2 separate regions of the Mus musculus genome follow, and region 1 is linked to region 2. The links are chromatin contacts, called in public HiChIP or PLAC-seq maps. All regions are on one chromosome and are shown on one strand. The core of a region is the stretch at or near the end of the contact, and the rest is flanking DNA. Distances in the headings are between cores, read along the strand shown. Region 1 holds the start of Abca5 (ATP-binding cassette, sub-family A (ABC1), member 5). Region 2 has its middle 31 kb from the start of 1700023C21Rik.

Evidence for each region. HiChIP or PLAC-seq counts read pairs in DNA pulled down with a chosen protein or histone mark.
Region 1: an H3K4me3 HiChIP or PLAC-seq map of stem cell-derived neural progenitor cells shows a contact between it and region 2, with 19 read pairs. The contact joins the promoter of Abca5 here to the enhancer-like site in region 2. A contact is called at or near these places in 2 of 39 promoter capture datasets (the 3T3-L1 cell line and pre-B cells), 2 of 15 datasets of contacts at CTCF or cohesin (both in the NIH/3T3 cell line), 1 of 484 Hi-C or Micro-C datasets (embryonic stem cells), 5 of 115 datasets of contacts at active chromatin or transcription factors (astrocytes, embryonic forebrain, embryonic limb bud and 2 more) and 2 of 9 other capture datasets (liver and macrophages).

Annotation. Positions count from the first base shown.
Region 1 is chr11:110,336,466-110,342,013 of GRCm38.p6, forward strand. It overlaps Abca5 (ATP-binding cassette, sub-family A (ABC1), member 5), which reads right to left and starts at 1,251. Exons shown (of 39, transcript NM_147219.2): 1 at 1,020-1,251. Gm39445 (a long non-coding RNA gene) reads left to right here and starts at 1,373. Exons shown (of 3, transcript XR_880289.1): 1 at 1,373-1,819; 2 at 2,323-2,394; 3 at 3,440-3,540.
Region 2 is chr11:109,873,755-109,880,110 of GRCm38.p6, forward strand. No RefSeq gene overlaps it. Among named protein-coding and RNA genes, the nearest start is that of 1700023C21Rik, 31 kb to the left of the region's middle. Within about 2 kb of position 1,402, at least 50 of the 459 cell types and tissues checked have an H3K27ac peak or open chromatin away from gene starts, as enhancers often do.

The DNA.
Region 1 (5,548 bases), core at 1-2,500, 460 kb after region 2:
AAAATGATTACCTGGCATGTAACGAACATATTAATAAATTTATGCAAAATTTAAGAGTTCCCTATGTTTAATAGAATTTGAAGTTTTGCATTATCAAGGACACATCTGCCTAAATGACCCACATTCAAAGATCACTGTCTCTTAAATCTGCTTTCAGGATAAACACACACAAAGTGTTCTCATAATGTTCTTATCTATTGAGTCTTCTCTGACGAGACATAAAAATGCTCTCTGGGCAAACATAAAATAGAGTGAGGAAAGCACCAGGATTAGAGAGTCTGGAATCTCAGAGGGAGAATCTCAGTACCTCATTTTTTTCCCCAGCTGGGACCTTAATAAAGTTATTTAACCTCTTTAAGACCCATATTTCCCACACAGAGTACCATCTCCAACCTCAGAGCAGCTGTCAAGATGAAGTAATACTGACCCTGGCTCTGAGCCAGGATCTAACCTCATCTGGGGCTCCAGAATGTCCTTAATTTTTGTCCTCAGACTTGATTCTTTGAAAACGTAAAGCGAAGCTTTTAGAGAGCTGGGGCGAAAATCCTCAACTCCGACTGCCCCAGAGGCCGCTGTCCCCCATGGACCTCGCTTTCTCCTCCTCCCTGAAACCTTTCCGCGCCTGGGAATCTTCGTTAGCTATGTTTGGGGAATTCAGATTATTTTCAACCCCAAAACCGTGTCACGAGCTCTGCGGCTTTTCCTCTCACCCCGAGTCCTCTGGTCACACATGATCCGCTACCCGATCTGCGCCCCAAGTAGGGCGATGCTCCTGAGCCCTCAGGGGGAAAACTGACTTCGGTTTGGTTTGGGCTTTTATTTAATTTCGGTTTGTCCTTTCTTTTCCTTCTGCCTCTCTAGAAGTTCTGAGGATGTCGCTAGCCCAGGGATCCCTGTCAGCGCCCGCCACCCGCCAGCATCCTCCGGCTCCCCGCGGCCCGCCACACCCTCCCCTCTCCTCATTCCCTAGCTGCTCGGCCATCTCCACGGTCCATGCCCCGTCCCCGCCGCCGCGTCACCTCTCTCCGCAGACACGAATGGCGAGCGACCTCGAGCGCCGCGGGCCTCGGCGTCTCCTCACCCCGGCGTCGCAGCCGCAGCGCTGTCAGGCCCAAGCCGCGAGCTTACCTGCGGCGACCGCGACCGCGGTAAGTGACGGAGCTCGGAAATTCTGCGCGGAGACGCGGTCCGCGAGGCCGAGCGCGCGCGTGCCCGCCGCCCCGCTACGCCGAGAGAGCCGCGCGCGCCGCCGGAGACACGCCCCCTGCCCGCCCCTGAATGCACCTGAGGGCGGGGCGTGCGTAATGCGCGTGCTCCTGGAGCTCGAGACGGGAGCGCGCTTGGGGGCGGGGCTACTGGGGGCGGGGCTCCGGCGGAGGTGAGCGCGGCGAACGAGTCGCAGAGTACTTGGTTGGACCTGCCGACTCTAGCTCAGGTGCTCAGAACCTCCTGGGGAGCTCGCCGCACCCTCCACCGAGGCTCGATGGGTTTGAGGAGACTTCTGTCGCCTCAAGAAGGACGGCCTTGGTTCTCCACCCTCCCATCTGCCTCTGTTCCCTTGTATTTAAAGAGTTGATAAAAGTCTGACACTCCTCCCTCTTGCTGCAGCGTCCTCCCTCCTCGTTTCTGTAAAGACTGCCTTCTCCTCTCCAACCTCAGACTACCACCTTGAACATCCTACCGGTTCCTTCAAACATCCTCCGAAAATCTGCAAGTGTTGACTTCTGGCAAAGACTATATACCACGCTTAATTTTTACTTAAAATGCAAACTGATGTTTGGAATGTCGTTACCCAAAGTGATCGAAACAAGGGCCAAAGGTATTGCAAAGTAAAGTTCACAATACCAAAATTACACATCCCTGAGGAAGACTGATCCTTTCTTATCCAGAAGCCACAAACTGCCAATTCATAACACACACACACACACACACACACACACACTATTCATGCTGGAATTTTTGCTGGCTTGATACTGAATGTGTCTGGTGTGTGCAGTCCCCAGTGCTATGTGTTACAGTTACTTTCGAAAACATCTTCAGCTCTGTGAATGTGAACATTCATACATATTTTGTGTATGTGTGTGTAGTTCTCAAATTGAAAACTAAGTCTATAGAATGTGTTCTGCTTTATTATAGATGTGGACGTTTTGCCTGCATGTGTGTGTACACTATCATAGAGCCTGACACAATGATATCTTTCCTCTCAAACACCCCACTTGGCACCATAGTATCCCTTTCACTGTCTTACATGCTAATCTCTTCAGCTACATCATATGTAGCCTGAAGTTAAGAACTTTTTCTTATACCAATTTAAATTTTCAGGTCTTGCGAATCATAAACTATGGTAAATACTGCTAATAATACTACTGATGAGAGAAAACACCTACAAGAAAGGTATGTAAATATTTTTATCTTCACAAAAAATACCTACTCACTTAACAAAATTGCACCCATAGAAACAGAAAATATTAAAATTCTATTATAGGAGTGGACTTGTAGTTCAGTGATAGTCTGCTTGCCTAGATTGTACAAGGTCCTGGCTTTAAACCCCAGCAACACACACACACACATACGACTTATAAAATGGACAACAAGATTATAGGCTTGTAAGAATAACATAGAACACAGAGAAAAATATTTTAAATAAAAAAATTACTACAAATTAATGTGTAGGTTGTGACATATTTTACTGCCTCTACGCAAACTATTTATCAGACTATTTATATCTTGTAATCAGGCTGGTCACACGATGTCTGCCTAAATGTCCACAACTACCAGGTTTTAATAGTAAAACAGCGGCCAGAGAGAATGATGCTTCCTTCCACCCTTCTGTATCTAGGAAATAGAAACAAGCAATAAGCACATCTTGGTTGTCATGGTGGCAACTGAAATCCCCACACCTCATTAATAGACCTTATAGACAAATGAACCATGTGGGAGTTCCTAGATCATAGGAGTTGCAGCTTGAGACTTAAGAAGCTCGGTGGCTATGGGAAATTAACAGTGGGCCACAGTTCTCACCAATATTTAACATGGAGTAAGAGGCCAAATCTTGCCACATAGAGTATTAACTTACAACCTGATGAACAATGGCTACGTGTGGCCGTGCTTTTGCTTGCCAGACATCAAAGACTTGTTTAAATGGATTTTTCTAGACCATTTTGCTAAAATTAAGATGACTAAATCATTTGGGGTGGGGCAGCAAATGAAAAATGGCCTCCGTGGGATTGTATATTTGAATGTTTGGTTCACAACTGGAGGAACCGTTTGGGGAAGGATTGGGAGGTGGGCCTTCTTGAAGGACATTTGTCAGTGGGACAGGCTTTGAGGTTTCAAAAGCCCACAATAGGCTCAGTGTTCTCTCTCTCTCTCTCTCTCTCTCTCTCTCTCTCTCTCTCTCTCTCTCTCTCTCTCTCCCTGCCTGTAACTGGAAGATCAGATGAGAGCTCTCAGCGACTGCTCCAGTGCCATGCCTGGCTGCCTGCTGCCATAGATCCACCAGGATGCTCAAGGGCTAACCTTCCAAAACTGCAAGCAAGACGCCAATTACATGCTTCCTTTTCCAAGTTACCTTTTCCAAGGTGTCTCCTCACAGCAAGAGAACAATAACTAAGTCATTACTGTAACAGCTTTGTGTCTGATACGTATAGTATAGTATAGTATAGTATAGTGTAGTGTAGTGTAGTATAGTAGTATAGTATAGTAGTTCACATTATTATTTTATTTTATTTTTTTGGTTTTTCGAGACAGGGTTTCTCTGTGTAGCCCTGGCTGTCCTGGAACTCACTCTGTAGACCAGGCTGTCCTCGAACTCAGAAATCCACCTGCCTCTGCCTCCCAAGTGCTGGGATTAAAAGCATGTGCCACCACTGCCCGGCTAGTATTTCACATTATTAACAGTATGTTTGGAACAATATGTACCATTTTAAAATCTTACTAAACATTATTGTTATTTGCCATTTCTGAAAGTCAAAGTGGCTTCTAGAATAGCTGTAATTTGATTTTTTTTTCAAATAGATAATCTTGATTTAGCATAATGCATGACTAAAAAAAAAAATCAGACTAGGCTATCAATGTAGAAAAAGAGCCAAAAATTAAGGAAGATCTCAGAAGATGGAAAGATCTCCCATGCTCGTGGATTGGCAGGATCAACATTGTAAAAATGGCTATCTTGCCAAAAGCAATCTACAGATTCAATGCAATCCCCATCAAAATTCCAACTCAATTCTTCAACGAATTGGAAGGAGCAATTTGCAAATTTGTCTGGAATAACAAAAAACCTAGGATAGCAAAAAGTCTTCTCAAGGATAAAAGAACTTCTGGCGGAATCACCATGCCAGACCTAAAGCTTTACTACAGAGCAATTGTGATAAAAACTGCATGGTACTGGTATAGAGACAGACAAGTAGACCAATGGAATAGAATTGAAGACCCAGAAATGAACCCACACACCTATGGTCACTTGATCTTCGACAAGGGAGCTAAAACCATCCAGTGGAAGAAAGACAGCATTTTCAACAATTGGTGCTGGCACAACTGGTTGTTATCGTGTAGAAGAATGCGAATCGATCCATACTTATCTCCTTGTACTAAGGTCAAATCTAAGTGGATCAAGGAACTTCACATAAAACCAGAGACACTGAAACTTATAGAGGAGAAAGTGGGGAAACGCCTTGAAGATATGGGCACAGGGGAAAAATTCCTGAACAGAACAGCAATGGCTTGTGCTGTAAGATCGAGAATTGACAAATGGGACCTAATGAAACTCCAAAGTTTCTGCAAGGCAAAAGACACCGTCAATAAGACAAAAAGACCACCAACAGATTGGGAAAGGATCTTTACCTATCCTAAATCAGATAGGGGACTAATATCCAACATATATAAAGAACTCAAGAAGGTGGACTTCAGAAAATCAAATAACCCCATTAAAAAATGGGGCTCAGAACTGAACAAAGAATTCTCACCTGAGGAATACCGAATGGCAGAGAAACACCTGAAAAAATGTTCAACATCCTTAATCATCAGGGAAATGCAAATCAAAACAACCCTGAGATTCCACCTCACACCAGTCAGAATGGCTAAGATCAAAAATTCAGGTGACAGCAGATGCTGGCGTGGATGTGGAGAAAGAGGAACACTCCTCCATTGTTGGTGGGAGTGCAGGCTTGTACAACCACTCTGGAAATCAGTCTGGCGGTTCCTCAGAAAATTGGACATAGTACTACCGGAGGATCCAGCAATACCTCTCCTGGGCATATATCCAGAAGATGCCCCAACTGGTAAGAAGGACACATGCTCCACTATGTTCATAGCAGCCTTATTTATAATAGCCAGAAGCTGGAAAGAACCTAGATGCCCCTCAACAGAGGAATGGATACAGAAAATGTGGTACATCTACACAATGGAGTACTACTCAGCTATTAAAAAGAATGAATTTATGAAATTCCTAGCCAAATGGATGGACCTGGAGGGCATCATCCTGAGTGAGGTAACACATTCACAAAGAAACTCACACAATATGTACTCACTGATAAGTGGATATTAGCCC
Region 2 (6,356 bases), core at 152-2,651:
TAAGGCAAGCCCCCCCCCAATCTTTGCACATTCTGGAATTTTAGAACATGTTCCCAGATTCCTATAGGGAAGGGTACATGAACAAAGGACTCCTCTGTGGCTGTAAATAAGAAGCTGGGTTGGGGCTGGGAGGAGGAGCGCGCTCTAGAAAGAACCGATTTCATGGCCGGAGCTCTGTGACCTTTTCCTGCTGCCCCAGAGGGACAGAAGCTTCCTGACTGCTACAATCCAACCATTTGGTTTTTCTTACTCTCATGGAATTTAAGAGTTGGATGGGACTCTTGAGAACATTTGGTCCAAGCCTTCTCCCGGCACGGAAGTCGTTCTCATTATCTCCCTGGCCACAGCAAGAAACAACATCTGTCCGAACCTCACCACAGCCATCCCATTTCCGTGCGGCTCTGGGGGGCGGGGTAGCCTCGGAAAGACGGGGTGGGGGGGGAGAGGGGGCTAGCCTCTTCCGCTGTACTGATAATGATAATACTTCACGAATGTGGTACGTACACACTTCCTCATTGAAAACCAACATTCCTCTAAGGGATGGGGTACGTTGTGGGTCACACAATAAGCAAACCAGATTGCATAACTCCCTCTCCTGAATTCCACAGCCAGCATCTGAGGAGGGTACTATTGTTTCCTTGTGTGAGAATGAGGGACTTGGTGCTCAGAGAGATTAAGTCGCCTGCCATCAGAAAACTCGGCACATAAAGAGTAATCGGTGATGGTCGTCACCAGAGGCTTGCCATGAAGGGTCTAACCCGAAGTTCATGCCTTCAACTCTGCTATTCATGCATCTCTGTGTGACAAAGGGCCACCAGAGCCCTCACTGGGTACATCTACCTCACTGAGGCACCTAGCTCATTCTCCCACGGCTGCTCAGCAATGTGTCTAAGCTCTCTACCTTCTGATTCACGAGAACCCTCCAGGTATCACATACTAAGATCGTGCCTATCACTAGCCCTATCTTTCTAACTGTCCTCTAGAGAGATGAGGCCCGGGGACATGGTTCAATGGGTAAAATACTCGCCTCAGAATCATGAGGATCTGATTTTGATCTCCACAACCCAGACAAGAAGCCAGGCTCTGTGGCTGTGATCCTAGTTCCGGGGAGACAAAGACAAGGCAGATATCCCTGGAATCCATAGTCCAACCAATGTAGGAGAATTGGTGAGAGACCCTGCCTTGAACATTAAGGTGGAGAGTGGCTGAGGGAGACACTTGGCATTGACCTCTGGCCTCCATATGTACAAGTGTACATGAGTGCATACGAATGCACAAATGCAACTATAGCTGTCAATCATCTACCTTACTGCCCCTTGTAAATCACTAACCCCCATGGAGTCCTGTTTTCCTAGTCTGTAGGCCTCATTGTACGGTGTTGTAATCTTCTGTAACTCACTGGACATCTGCCTTCCCCATTAGACTCTGTGAGGGCCAGAGTTACTTTGTTGTTATCATTTCCCTGGGGCCTCATCCAGTTCCCTGAATGGCGCAGCTGTTCAGTTGATAACATAGCCAGTCTACCGATGGGAATAATCAGACCTTCATTCCTCCTACACAAGATAATTGTGAGAAACAAAGAAGGGGTCTGCTCATGAAAAGCACCGTGTTCTGTTAAAACCAAGCAACCAACCAACCAAGCAACCAAGCAAGCAACCAAGCAACCAACCAACCAACCAACCAACCAACCAACCGAACAAACAAAACAACACCAACAAAAACCAGTTCTGCCATCACTGGTAACAAACAAACTACATGTTAGGCTGATTAAGAAACCAGCTTCTCTCCTGGCTAAAAGCCCCAAATGGTCTCATTCATGCCTCTTGGCAGCCTTGGTGGAAGCCAAAGATGGTGGAAGCCAAAGATGACACAAGTATTTGGGAGGCTCTGCTCTGATTCCCAAGTGATTTTAGTGTTAACACCTTCACAGGGTCAATATTAGGATAGCGGTAAAGGCCTGCTGAGAGAAAATCTCCTCTGGTCAGGAGACTGCAGTCTCTGGCCTGGCTGGAGACCTACCATGCTGGTTGGATGGGACCAATCACCTATTCAAGAGACCACCTCTAGGAAGAGGGGCAGCACAGGCAGGCAGGCATCCTTAATCCAGGCTAAGGAAGTAGGCAGAATAATTAATCCTCTAATGAGTTACTGTACCTCTTCTTCTTTGAATCCCTGACCTTAGCCCAGGAACTTTATTGAACTGCATCTATGTAGATCTGAAGATCTACTTGATTTTGTGAAGTACACGGAAAAGCCCGAGTTCCCCTTTTCTTCTTCCTCTTTTTGCAAGCATGCTTTCTTTGACACCTGGGGCTTCCCTAACACTTTGCTCACTTCTCTCCTAAAGACTCCTCCTTTCTCTTCTAACCTCTTTATCTTCCGTCAAGGGGCTGCTTGTCCACCCTGGGGCTGACCCCCCAGGCCAGCTTGAATGGCATAGCTCCCCCCCCCCCCATCCCCTTCTCTCTTTTTCTCCTCCGGGCAGTTGCTAAGATTTATAGCTGAAGATTTAGAGCCTGTTCTAGGTGGTTTTGTTTTACATACTAATAAAATTGTCCTGTAGGCTTTTAAAACTAAAAAATAATGAGGCTGAGATGGCTCAGGGGTTAAGAGCAGTGACTGCTCTTCCAGAGATCCTGAGTTCAATTCCCAGCAACCACATGGCGGCTCACAACCATCTGTAATGGGATCCAATGCCCCATTTGGTGTGTCTGAAGACAGCAACAACGTACTCATATACATAAAATACATAAATAAATAAGTCTTAAAAATAAATAAACATAATAAAATTACATTATTCATTTGTATGGGAGGCAAAACTCTAATCATTTATTCATTAAATTATCCGGTTGTTCTTTCACCCCCTATCTGTGCTCATATAGTATGTTTTAGTTAAGTTTTTATTTATTTTGTGGGGGCAGGCCATGTGTGTCCCAGATCACAAAGAGGTCAGAGGACAGTGTGCAGGAGTGAGGTCTCTCTCCACCCTGTGGATGCTGGAGAGCCCACTGAGGTCTTTGTCCTTGGCTGCTAGTTGCTTTTTTCCCATTGGACAGTGTCACCGACCCTACACTTCAGCCTGGGGGTGCAGCTCAGCTCTAGGGTTCTTTTCTAGTGTGCACACAGTCCTGGGTTAACAAAGAGAACAAAAACATGCTTTCGCTTCTGAGTTCAGCAAATGGTTCTCCTCCGCCACATACGCGCTTTTCCCTTGATCCCAGTCCTGGCACTTCTTCTGTTGTTCCAGCGACATGTGTTGGACTTCTGCTAATGCTCTATGTCTAACACGCGAGGAACCAGCTGAGCTTCTTCTTGCATTGCTTAGATGCATCATCCATATGTTTAGGTTTCCTCCTTTTCTAGAACTAGTCTGTTGGTGGAATCGGCTGTTAGAGCCATTTTAGACACAGAATGGTATTGACACGTTTTTATTTGCCTGTATCCACGGAGGAGGCAATAGAAAGCATGGGTTAAAGTGATTTAATCCCACCATGAAAGGTTAATTGTGGCTGAAAGTACTTCACCCTAGTCTGGGGCATGGTAGACTAAAGGGATCCTAAAAAACCAATGTCTCGTGAAAAATTGGTACTAGGAATGGTATGCATTTTTCTTTTCCATAAGAAGTCTCAAAGTAGGACAAATCCTGTTTTACTTTCTAATAATTATCACAAATGTATTTCTGGAAACTTTATCTTGTTAGATTCTCCACAGATGATGTTTGATATGTGCACCTGTGGGAAATTAAACACACACACACTCACAGAGAGAGACACATATACACACACACTCACAGAGAGAGACACATATACACACATACACACACACTCACAGAGAGAGACACGTATACACAGACACACACATATGCACACAGGCACACAGACACACTCACAGAGAGGCACACGTATACATAGACACACACTTATACACACACAGGCACACACACACACACACTCACAGAGAGACACACATATACACAGACACACACACTTACACACACACAGGTACACACACATTCACATTGAGTCACACATACACAGGCACACACACACTCACAGAGACACACATATACACACACACACACTTACACACACACAGGCACACACACACTCACACAGAGACACACATACACACACAGGCACACACACACACACACACACACACACACTCACACACATACACACACACATGCACACACACTCACACAGACACACACAGGCACAGATACACACAGAGACACACATACACACAAAGGCATATACACACTCACAGAGAGACACACATGTATATACACAGACACACACACTTACACACAGGCACACACACATTCACATAGAGACACACATACACAGGCACACACACACTCACAGAGAGACATACATATATACAGACACACACACACTCACACACACACACACTTACACACAGGCACACACACATTCACATAGAGACACACATACACAGGCACACACACACTCACAGAGAGACACACATATATACAGACACACACACACACTCACACACACACAGGCACACACACACATGCACACATACTCACACAGACACACACACACTTACACAGGCACACACACACACAGGCACAGACACACACAGGCACACATACTCACACACACACACACACACACACACACACACACACACTTACACAGGCACACACTCACATGCACACACACTCACACACACTCACTTACACAGGCGCACACACACACAGAGGCACAGACACACATACACCCAAGCTCACAGTGGTTTTCCTGCTTCTCTCTTCTGAGTTCTGTGACTACAGTCATGAGTGAGCCCCTACTCTAGGCTCAGTTTCCAAATTATACCTAAGTTTAAAATCTCCTATTCACCATGCTGCCAAGTGTGGCACACATAGCATGAGTTTCCATAGGGTCTGTTAGAAACCAACCCTAGCACTGTCTTGTTGCTCTTCCTTCCTAGACATCGTTGTTGCCAAAAGAAAATAAACAAGAGAGGTTAAAAGTCTCACCTCTTCCTGTAATTTGAGCTCGACAGAGATGTAGATATTAAATGAAACCCCAGAATTTGACAATAGTTCATAGGGGTCAATGTTAAGCCCTGAACCTAGGCCAGTGGATTTTTTTTTTTTTTTTGGTGGTTGTTTATTTATTTATTTTGTTAGCTAGCCATCTGAAGCACATCTGAAGAAGTTCCATTCTTTCCTGGCCAAGGAAAAGAATTTTCCTTCAAGACTGGCTGACACAGTCAAGGCAGAGTCTTCTTTGGGGAGAGCCAGCTGGGTGACAGGAAGCACTTTTTCCATCCTAGACTTTGGCCTTCAGCACCGTGACCACCCAAGGCTCAAGCATCAGGGATCCTACTCTCTGCAAAACCCATGACTGTGCTCAGAGGAAAATCAGGGCTCCCTTTCCATCTGGCACCATCTGCGTCTTTGCTGTAGATCTCAGTTGCCCAACACTGCTCTCCCTGTGAGGGACCAGGGCAGGCTACTGAAGCAGCATCATTTTGAAGACCGTGCATTCTCAGGAGACTCCCAGTTTCCTTGGATCATGACTTCCCTTTTTGTTGTGGCCTTAGGGTCACAGATTCTATCTCTGGGTTCTAAGAAGGCATATTCTACCTAGAGAATCTTCCTTCTCTTTTTCTGTCTTCTTCCTCTTCTTCCTCCTCCTCTTTCTCCCCCTCCTTGCCCTCCTCTCCCATCTTCTTTTTTTCTGTACTGGGCTTGGCTCCAAGGCCCTGTGCATGGCAGACAAGTACTCTGCCAACAGCGCTACATCTCCAGCCTACTTTCTTCTTGACATTCATCCCTGGCTGGTTCTGGATCTCCCAGTTCCTAAGTCACAGTCACGCATGTCCTAAAAGTGTCCCGATTGGGTATAGCATGACCTCACACATATTGTCCCTCAATGGAGGTTATCCTCTAGAGCTCTTTAAAACCTAATCCCCAGTAGTGAGCAGTCTGATAATCAATATGAATCATATCAGCTCTTGGACAATGATCTTGTCCTGGCTCTTACCCTGGAGTGTGAGACGTGTAGTTAGCTCTTATGGTGATAAAACATGAAAGTATGGCACATGGAGTCTGGGCCAGACTGACTTCTGTTCCCATTCCTACATCTGCTGTTCAATGTTAAGTGACCCCCTAAGTTATTCTGTTTCTTTAGTGTGACTGAAATACACACACACACACACACACACACACACACGTATATATATATATATATACACACATATATAGCTTAGTCTTAATCCACATTTCCTACATACATTCTCTCACATAGATTCAAAGTCTATAGATCACTCTAAATTCAATATTTGTTGCCTTAGCAACCATTATGATGATTGGTTTACCT